2 separate regions of the Sus scrofa genome follow, and region 1 is linked to region 2. A link is a contact called in public Hi-C data. All regions are on one chromosome and are shown on one strand. The core of a region is the stretch at or near the end of the contact, and the rest is flanking DNA. Distances in the headings are between cores, read along the strand shown.

What was found. A called contact is a pair of places that touch in the nucleus more often than the background predicts.
Region 1: a Hi-C map of liver shows a contact between it and region 2, with 2.6 times the contacts expected there. The contact joins two enhancer-like sites. A contact is called at or near these places in 1 of 5 promoter capture datasets (liver) and 4 of 47 Hi-C or Micro-C datasets (embryonic fibroblasts and liver).

The regions. Positions count from the first base shown.
Region 1 is chr4:11,892,033-11,897,514 of Sscrofa11.1, reverse strand. No RefSeq gene overlaps it. Among named protein-coding and RNA genes, the nearest start is that of MYC, 570 kb to the left of the region's middle. Within about 2 kb of position 2,019, at least 27 of the 83 cell types and tissues checked have an H3K27ac peak or open chromatin away from gene starts, as enhancers often do. A contact at or near this core is called in liver, where this site is marked.
Region 2 is chr4:11,789,765-11,794,835 of Sscrofa11.1, reverse strand. No RefSeq gene overlaps it. Among named protein-coding and RNA genes, the nearest start is that of MYC, 670 kb to the left of the region's middle. Within about 2 kb of position 1,770, at least 21 of the 83 cell types and tissues checked have an H3K27ac peak or open chromatin away from gene starts, as enhancers often do. A contact at or near this core is called in liver, where this site is marked.

The DNA.
Region 1 (5,482 bases), core at 770-3,269, 100 kb before region 2:
CAGTATGGTCCCCAATTATATCTTTCATACGACTTCAAGTCTATCTGTGTCTGGCTTGGGGATCTTGAACAACTTGGAAGAAAAGGACGAGAGAGGGATGACATGATTATTTTATTTTTCATTAATGTCATTCAAATATACCTTTTGGAGAAGGATCAGACTATCATTACTGTTTGATTAAGGGCTGTTTAAAGCCAGGATGGTGGCCTGTGCCTTTTGGAAGAAGCTAATCTGCTGTCACAGAACAATCTCGAATGCATGGCAAATACCAAGGCTTCTGTCAACTGCAGAGTGATTCTGTAAACTGCTCTAGGATTTGCATTTTCTTCACACAGGAGGACCAGAGGCAGCAGAAATGATGAGTGTGCATCAAAATGGGAAACCGGCAGGTCAAAAGAGAGGTCATGTGACTCGATCTGGTGTGGCTCACTATAAGTGCTAGTCGGCGTATTTCTGCCTTTTTTAAAGCCCTTTAGTCAGTCTGTTTTTTACAGTTGTAAGTAGAGAGTCTGGTTCAAGAGAGCGAGGAAGTGTAGGACAGTGGTTAGGAGGGCGAATCGGGGTCAGACAGACCTGGGTTTGCCTCTGGTTTTGTCTCCCTTCCAAATTATATAATTTTGGTCCCGTTACATAACCTCTCTGAGTTCTGGTCTCTCCTCCATAAAACTGAAGTGATTGTTCCTATCACAGAGGATTGCTTAAAATGCTAAAGGGGTGATGCCTGCAGGATGCTGACCACTGTGTCTGGACGACAGCGAATATCAACAAAGGCTCGTGCATTATTTTATTATTATTGTTATTATTATTAGTTATTCCTACTGTCACTAGCATCATTTCTGCACGTTTACTAGGCTGTAAATGGTAGTCAGGCAGAATTCTTCTCTAATTCCTTTTTATCCCCCATAGCAGAACAATGACTAGCACATAAATAGCCCTCGATAAATATTTATGAAATGGTTTTACATTATTAATGCATGGCTTTGACTTATTAGCAGTTTCTTAATGATTTTAATCTCGTTAAATTATTTGTTCAAGAAACATTTGACTAATTTTTTTTCCCCTCTTGTACTCATTTTTCAGTGGATTTTAGCCAACCCGTCAGGAAGAGGCAAGAAGCAGGAAAGTGCTATTTGGATAGACTAGGAGCTTTGGAACCAGACAGAACTGGATTAGAATACCTACCATATGGCATCCTAGACTCAGGCTTTTCATCTATACAATGGGGGTAACTGTGGTAATAATACCTATGACAATACACACTTCATGGATTCGGGGTGCTAAGCACTTCATCTTTATTATCTCATTGATTCTCATAGACACCTTGGGAGGGAGAAGCTACAATCGTCTGTTAAGTGGTTTTTCTATGGTGAGAACCAGGAACAAACCAGATGAGATAAGTGAAGCACCTGGCTGGTAGAAAAGGCCCCAAAGACAATGTGTTCCATCTTCTTCTCCTCCTGCCACATCTCTGGGCACTGGGGCACAGAGAGGTTTTAGCCGCACGGCTGTTGAGGTGTGCGGCTGGGCTTCCAAGTTCAGCCAGCTGGGTCCCAGGTCTGTACCACCTCCGTGGGGCCTGAGAGCTCCCATCACAGGTGCTTGAAAGATATTTTTGCATTTATGGGCGCCCCTCCTCTTATCTAGCTGGTTTGGGGCCATGCAGAATGAGTCAGCCAGTCACAAGCCTGCTCCCAAGGCCAGCTTCCAGGTGACAGAGACAAATGCCACACTGGATCAGAACACACAGACCTGCCGGACCAGCAGGCCTTCTGCTCAAGTCCTTGGCCACACTCTGCCATTTTGCTCATGGAAGTGTCAGCACTGTCTGCCTACCACCTTCCTGATGGGAAGCGGCTTGCTGTGGGATCGGTTTGAGGTCTCCTTGAAGCTGCTTCATCTTTTTTTTTTTTTTTTTTAAATAGCTGTTGGTAGAGCCTTGCTGAGAGGCCCAGAGCTGAGTCATCTTCAGGGCAAGCTGCTTTTGTATCTGTTGCCAACTGCCAGAGAGGCACTCTCTGCTTTTCTGATGCAAGAGACAGAAAGCTTCCATCTCTGACACAATGTCACCCCACTGGCTGGCTCTGTCCACACGGTTCAACAAACCAGTTTAGCCTGGAGGGAGAGAGAGACAAAGGGAGAGAGAGAGAGAGGAGAGAGAGAGTGAGAGAGAGAGAGAGAGAGAGAGAGAGAGAGAGAGAGGAGAGGGAGGGAGGGAGAGGAGGAGAGTCTTTAAACTCTGCGATAAAACCCGAGTCCTACAGGTCACACATCTGGCATGACCAGGCAGAGGGATGAGGTCGTATCTGGAATCGTGCTCCTGCTTCCCAACCTTGCCCTATGCTCCTCAGAAGCCAGGAACCGTGCCTCAAGGAAGAGGGTTGACTCCCTGCCCTAAGCCTTTGTTTCTGTAAAATGATGACTAATCTTGCCTAACACACCAGGTTGTTGGGGGATTGACTTTGTAACACAAAAGAGAAAGTGCCCCCACCCCCAACGACGGCCACCCTCAGACTGTGTCCGAGTCTGGTGCGGTCCACTTTCATAGGCCACTAAACCCTTCCTTCCTAGAATGCCTCCCTCTGACTGTGTGATTAATTGTGCCTATTGTTTGGTACCTGTCACCCTTCTTGGAACGGGAGATCAGCGTGTGCTGGGACAATGTCAGCCTTGTTCACCACTCCGTCTTGGCTGTCTAGCCAAGGGACTGGCAGCCAGGGCGGGTCCTAGATTAATATTTGTTGAATGATTAAACTGCAAGTGGTTTGAACACATTCCTCCTGGGTTTCCATCGGTCCCTTGCATTTGGTTCAACCCTCCCCACACCATACTGCTCAGAGGAGACCGAGTCCTCTTTGTAAAGTACAAATCCAACTTTTCATGCCTTTCCTTAAAGACCTGCTCTTCCCTTTATAGACAAGGAATAGTCCAGCTCCCTGTCTTCAAGCCCCGGTCTTTCCTCTTCATCATTCGAGCTCTCGTCATCCGGGGGGCACTGGGGTGGCTGCACCATTTAGAGCATCTCCGTTTTTTCACATGACATCCCCTCTGCCTAAAATATTCTCTCCTGGAGTTCCCATGTGGCTCAGTGATAACAAACCCACTAGTATCGGTGAGGTTGAGGGTTCGATCCCTGACCGCGCTCAGTGAGTTAAGGATCCAGCGTTGCTGTGAGCTGTGGGTGTAGGTCACAGATGTGGCTTGCATCCTGTGTGGATGTGGCTGTGGCTGTGGCTGTGGTGTAGGCTGGCAACTGCCGCTCTGGTTTGAACCCTAGCCTGGGAAATTCCATATGCTGCCAGGGTGCAGCCCTACAAAGCAAACAAACAAACAAAATCAAAACTGGCCTCTCCTGCTCAGAAGTCTTCTTCCCACATGTTCTTCTTGGAAAATTCTGGCATGTTACCTCCTCTGTGAAGTCTCCCTGACATTACCATGCCTCCAAGGAGAATCATGGTTCTCTTTTTGTGTCTCTGCTCTGTTCTACCCTTCATTTCCTAATTGCCCATTTGTCTTCCCCTGAAAGATAGGACGTTCGGGGGAGATGGGGGATGGTAGGTGGTGGGAGGGGCGGGGGCCCGAAGTCATAATGGCACCGAGTGAAAGGACCGAAAAGAAGGCTGTAAGGACAAGCCTGCACCCGCAATAGAGGCGTTTCAGTGGCAGGATGGACGCTGGATGTGCCGCATCTCTCAGGCACCTGCAGCAGCTGCAGCTGAGGATGAGTTCCGCAAGGGACCGCACACCAGGTGAGAGCGTGTGTGCCAGTGTTCCCGCGCCAGGCCTGGCACGCGGCCCGGAGTCAGGCGCCGATCCAGATTAGGCTTCAGTTCCCTCTATAAGCAAACAGCAGGGCAGGGAACAGAGGCGCCTGCTAATTTTGAGCGAATCAATGCCTTCCCTGCTGGAGTCAGCCTAAAGCAGGTCAAGAATCAAGCCAGGCCCCCTTGCTGAATCAGCTGGTCCTCGGTGGTGCCAGAGGTGTGCGGCTGGGGTTTTGCCCGGAACTTCAGAGAACTGGTTATTGGGCCCATGCTATCTAGCTGGATAGGGGACATTTTGAAATAAAAAGTAGAAATTAATGGCATCGGAGCAAGAACCTAGACTTCAGAGTCAGACAGATCTGATTTTCTTCCCGAGGGACCAGGGATAATCACATAACTTTCTGACCTCAGTGTACCCTTCTATAAAATGGAAATAATTATAGTATGTGCCTGATGCCCTACCGAGGATTATACATGATACTATAGAGCAGTGCTTACCCTAGAGCAGTGGTTCTTAACTGGGGGCCGTTCTGTCTCTGGGGACATCTGGCAATGATTAGACACATTTTTGATTGTTACGACTGGGCAGTTTGCTGCGGCCATTTGCTAAACATTCTTCAATGCACAGAACATTCTCCCACAACAAAGAACCGTCTAGTCCAGAAGGTCAACAGTGCAGAGATAGAGAAAATGTGCCTTAGGGTAAGCTTGGCCCTCTAGTGCAGCAAAAATGGTAACTATTAAAATAGAATCATTATCCCTTTCCACATATATTTATTGAATATATATTTAGAAAATCCTGAAGAAGCTGTGGCACATTAAGAATGGCTGTTCTTGGAGTTCCTGTTGTGGCTCAGAGGTAACGAACCCGGCTAGTATCCATGAGGATGCGGGTTCGATTCCTGGCTTTGCTCAGTGGGTTAAGGATCTGGCATTGCTGTGAGCTGTGGTGTAGGTCACAGGTGCGGCTTGGATCTGGCATTGCTGTGGTTGTGGTGTAAGCTGGCAGCTGCAGCTCTGATTCGATCCCTAGCCTGGGAACTTCCATATGTCGAGGGTATGGCCCTAAAAAGACAAAAAAGAAAAAAAAGAAAAAAGAAAAAGAAAGAAAGAAAAAGAATGGTTGTTAATTCTTTGGTGCTCCTCCTCCCATTAGGAGATGGGGGTCTCTGTCACCTCTCCTTGAGTCTAGGCAAGGCTCAGTAATCGCTCTGAACAACAAAGTATGGTGTAAATGATGACATGCCAGTTTATGAAACTAGCAGTGCCTACTTCCTGCCTCTTGGAGCATCTTCTTTGGGAATCCTGACAGACTATGCTGGAGATGACCATGCTGGAGTGTCCAAGGCAGGTGCCCTCTGGACAGTTCTGGTGAAATCCAGCCTTCCAGCCATCCCTGCCAAGGGACACATGAGCAAATTCTCTGGGACTCTAGATGAATACCACTGTCAAGGTGACGTAGTCAACATCACGTGGAGAATGGCCCAGTTGGTTCCTGCTGGGATTTCTCTGCAGAACTGCAAGATATAATAAAACAGTCATTGACTTAAGCTAAGTCTTGCGATAATTTGTTTTGCATCCATATCTGATCTCAAAGAAGGATCAGATATCCTTGGATGATTTACAATATCTTGATAAGAAAAGGCTACGTCAATGAAAAAGAGAAAATTGCCAAATGAAATAGTTGTACGTCTGATCCTCGAAGAAAGCCACTGCAGCGG
Region 2 (5,071 bases), core at 521-3,020:
GATGGGGCAGTTGGGAAGGTCCCTCAAGGAGGGGACTTCTGAGCAGAGCCTGAAAATGGCCAAGTGCCAGGATGGAGACGAGACGCTGAAGGACTCGGTAGTCACAGGGGGACTTTTTGGGGAGGGGTCAGTCCAGTGTGTTCATTAACAGCAATACTCCTGGGATTGAATATCTACTGGACTATTTGTTGGCTACCTGACTTAGGTACGTTCCCTCAAATCCTCTGAACCTCCTGTCTAAAATTGGACTAATTAGAGTCCCCAGCCCCCTTTTCTCTAAAATGGGATTACTCAGTACTCAGTTTTAGGGTCATGTGAAAATTAATGGAAAACAAAGTCCATGGATACACAATAAATAGCCGTGTTCTCTCTCTCTCTCTCTCTCTCTGGCTCTAAATGATATACCCATCATTCTTGTAATTTAATATCACTGTCCTACTGCTGTACAGCACAGGGAACTATGTTCAATCTCAGGTTAGAACATGATGGACGATCATAGGATAAAAAAAAAATGTGTACATATAGACACGACTGGGTCACTTTGCTGTACAGCAGAAATTGAAGGAACATCGTAAATCAACTACACTTTAATCAGAAAGTTTTAAAAAATAACATTGCCCTAGATTCTGTTTCCACACTCAAAAAAAAAAAAAAAAAGCAGGATTTTTTTTTAAAACATTTTTATCACTTCAATAAACTATTATGAGGAAGGCCAATAAAATAAACTAAATAAAAGGGAAGCTGTTCTGGTTGACTCAAGGGAGCAGCAGGCAGGCACAATCTGCTCGGCTCCACCTTCCCATAACCCACCCCACGGTGGTCCTGAGAAAGCCCCAGGCTTCAGGGGACAGAGCAAAGAACATCACCATTTGACAGTACTTCTAACAAAATGACTGCCCCCCACCCCACCCCGGGGGTGGGGAGAGAGAGCTGAACCTGCTATTGTTAAAGTAATGTTGACAAGAGCAAAGTTTGGCCTCTCGGCTCTTTGATTTTTTTTTTTTTTTTTTGAATAAAGAGATTACTAGGCCACGGGACAGCACATAGCCATCCTCCTTGAGGTGGATGCTGGGGTTGTTTATTTAGCTCAGGGCTTAGTCACAAGTTCAGAACATTCTGTGGGTTTTACTGGAACTCGATATCATGGCTCATCCCAACTCAAATCACTCCGGCCAAGGCTGCCAGGGACCTCCTCCGGGGGGATGAGTAGGCTTCCCAGGCTCCCGGAGAGGAAATGTGCCCCTGCTTCTCCTTCAGCTTGAGTCGTGGCCCCCGTGGTGTCCTTGTCCCAAAGAGCTGGAAGGCAGCTGTGTCCAGTGCCTGGCGGGGGAGACTTCCTTGGGTTGTGGAGCCTAGAAAGCTGGCTACTTAGGATGTCTAGAAATATCCCCATCACCTGGAGGTCAAGTTATGTTTTTATTCCTTCTGTGTGTTTCACTTGCACACTGCCGTGCATTTGGGTGTGGTTAGCCCAAATATGGGTCTGTTGTTGAGGGCTCCTTGGTCTCTTGTCTGTTTACTTCAGCTCATTTCACCGCAGCACTTACCAAACCCTCTTTTCTTCCGTTCCTGAACCTCACTTTCTTCAGGGAAAGACACTCAGATTGGTTGAAGGCCTATAATGCGCCAGCCAGAGGATAGGGCCTCCAACCTCGGAAACCTGGGGAAGCTTCTCCAAAAGTCCAGAGAGGAAGAAATTCTCTTCCCTCTTTAGAAGAGGAAACTGAGCCCCAAAGACCTTAAGTCATTCGAGGTCACGTAGTGAATGAATAGGAGACAGTCATTTCAAACCAAAGTCAGGCCGACTCAGCAGCCTCTTCTTTCCACTGTGCTGTGCTCTGGTGAGAAAATCCATCTAATTAAAATTTAAAAAAAAGTCTGGTGTACCGTTTAATCCTCCACGAAATAGTCACATTTTTTAAGCCGTGAGGGTGACTTATTCAAATGAATATTTTAGAGGGAAAAGTTTCAGTGACAGTGTGTGTGTGTGGGGGGGGGGGGGGCAGAGAAGAAGGCAAATGAAATAAGTGGGAAATTAAGAGTGAAACACTCAGAAGAGTGTTTTCCTAATCATTTGAAGAACAGTGGTTAAGTACACAGTTATAGAGTAAGACACATGGACCTGGGATGACAGCCATGACACTTAGTAGTTGTATGACCTTAGGCAAAAAAATGAATCATTCTGGAGTTCCCATTGTGGCTCAGCACGTTAAGAACCTCACTAGTATCCATGAGGACAGGGGTTCGATCCCTGACCTCGCTCAGTGGGTTAAGGATCCAATGCTGCTGTGAGCTGCGGTGTAGGTCGCAGATGCCGCTCAGATCCAGTGTTGCTGCGGCTGTGGGTAGGCCAGCAGCTGCTGCTCTGATTCAACCCCTAGACCAGGAACTTCCATATGCTTCAGAGGCTGCCTTAAAAAGAAAAAAAAATAATAATGAAAACAAAACAAAACAAAACTAGTCTTTCTGAGCCTCAGTTTCTTTAAAAGAAAGGGAAATTCTTTGTACTTTAGAGGAGGGTCGTGAGGATTAAATAAGATGTTTATAAATTGTTAAGCACATGCCTGACATGAGAAAAGTGTTTAGTAATGTTATTAGCCCATTTTCTGTGTGAATAGATTGAATCTCAGGGAATTTGAATTCAATTGATCATGGTAACAGAGCTAATAAGTGGCAGAGCTGGGAAATAAACCTCGCCTTATTCAAATCTACAAAATTTGTTTATTAAATTAGTGCCTTCTATGCTGAGCGAAATTCTGCTTTCCAGCAACTGGGATGCAACATAATATAGTCCTCAAGGACATGAGATGATACTGCAAAAAATTACTTGCAGTACTGCAAAAATTAGGTGAGATAATTAAAATAAAACACCTGCCTACTGGCATATAATATTCACTTGTGCTAAATTTCCACTGGTATTCCCATTGCCAGCCCAGAGCCTAGTACAGAACAGGTGTTCCGTTAGTCATGGCTTAATAACTGATGGCACAGACTTTGAGTTTTGGAAGCATCACAGAAAAAGTCTCCCTCCACTCAAGCACCATACAGATAGGAGTGGGTCTTCACCACAGCTTTTTCTTTGATTTTTATTTTTTTGTCTTTTTGCTATTTCTTTGGGCTGCTCCTGCAGCATATGGAGGTTCCCAGGCTAGGGGTTGAATCGGAGCTGTAGCCACTGGCCTACGCCAGAGCCACAGCAACGCGGGATCTGAGCCGCGTCTGCAACCTACACCACAGCTCACGGCAATGCCGGATGCTTAACCCACTGAGCAAGGCAGGGACCGAACCCACAACCTCATGGTTCCTAGTCAGATTCGTTAACCACTGCGCCACGACGGGAACTCCGTCTTTGATTTTTTTTTTTGTCTCACCACAGCTTTTTCTAATCTCTTCTCAAGGCTGCCTACTGCCAGCTCCCTCTCCTTCCTTCCAGCCATTTATTTCTCTCTATCTCTCTCTCTTTTTTTTTTTTTTTTTTTGGTCTTTTTAGGGCCACACCTGGGGCATATGGAGGTTCCCAGGCTAGGGGTCAAATTGGAGCTATAGCTACTGGCCTACGCCACAGCACTGCTGGATCTGAACCTTAGCTGTGACCTATACCACAGCTCACGCAATGCAGGATCCTCAACCCACTGAGCAAGGACAGGGATCGAACCCACAATCTCATGGATACTAGTCGAGTTTGTTACTGCTGAGCCATGATGGGAACTTGCAAACATTATTTATTTTATTTTCTTACTTTTTTTTTGTCAGGTCCACACCCAAGGCATATGGAAGTTCCCAGGCAAGGGGTTGAATCGGAGCTGTAGCTCCCAGACACAGCCATAGCAATATTGGATCCAAGCCACATCTGTGAATATGCACCAGCTTGAGGCAACACTGGATCCCTAACCCACTGAGTGAGGCCAGGGATCAAACCCGCATCCTTATGGATCCTAGTCAGGTTCTTAACCTGCTGAGCCACATTGGGAACTCTGCCCTCCAGCCCTTTCTCGTGTCTCTGGAGGGAGATCTCATAGAGTGGTTGCCAGGGTCACTGTGGGAAAAACCCAAAGGAGAAAATCACAGGCTTGCCTCCCCACCCTTGGTCACCTAGCCTCATTTCCGTTTCCCCAACAAGACACACTTTACGAGACACTTCTCTGATTTTCCCCTCCACTCTTGAAGAGACAACTTTAAAGCATGGTTGAGGAATTTAACCTAGGTGAGGCCCACGGAGTGGAAATATCTGATGAGCTGGTAACACTTCGAGCAGAACCTGAGCACCACGCATTCGCAATGGGAAGTGGTTTTTTAGATCTCCGCAGAAGAGCTGCCTCATTCAAATCTTTGTTCTTAATATGGTATTAACCTGTTTTTACTCCTCAACTTTAGTTCTCTACCTGTTAACCCACATCGCTCTTTCTCTTCTAATATTAGAAAATATAGCATTGTGATCATGTGCAAGCGGCATGGCGAAGTACACAGGAGGTGGGACAAAATTTCCATTGGAGGTGGAGAGTTATCACCCCTGCGATTAGAGATCACCTGACAAGCAGGAGGGTGTCAGAGAGCTGCTCCTCTACAAAGATGCGCAGGGAAGCTCGGAAGTGCTACCTGATTCCCAAGGTCGGGCGACTTGACTTTGATGCTCTCTAGGGCCTGGGTACCGGGGGAGGCTCCCGTGCCTTTGGTTATTGAGCAAAATCTCATTGTTTCTATACGGAAAGAACTCTGCTTTCCAGAATTGGGGGTGCCTAGGTCTTAATGTGTGAATTGCTAAGGTTCTTTCATTTATTCATATGTTCATTTAGTAAATTTCCTGGGGATAATAATGAGCATTTATTGAGGATATTTTCCCACTGCTTTTGTTTGTTGTTTGTTTTTGTTACACATCAGCAATTGTGCTGGTTTTTTCTTTTCATGTTATTTCATCTGCATAACACTTCTGAGAGGTCAGATTGGTATCACCATTTTTAGATGAGGAAACTGAGCTCAGAATATTTATTACTTACTAGAACGCTTAATTGTGAGGCTGTTACAACTTATCAATATTTGTGTTCATTACCAAATTAATAAAAGAGCTAAAATC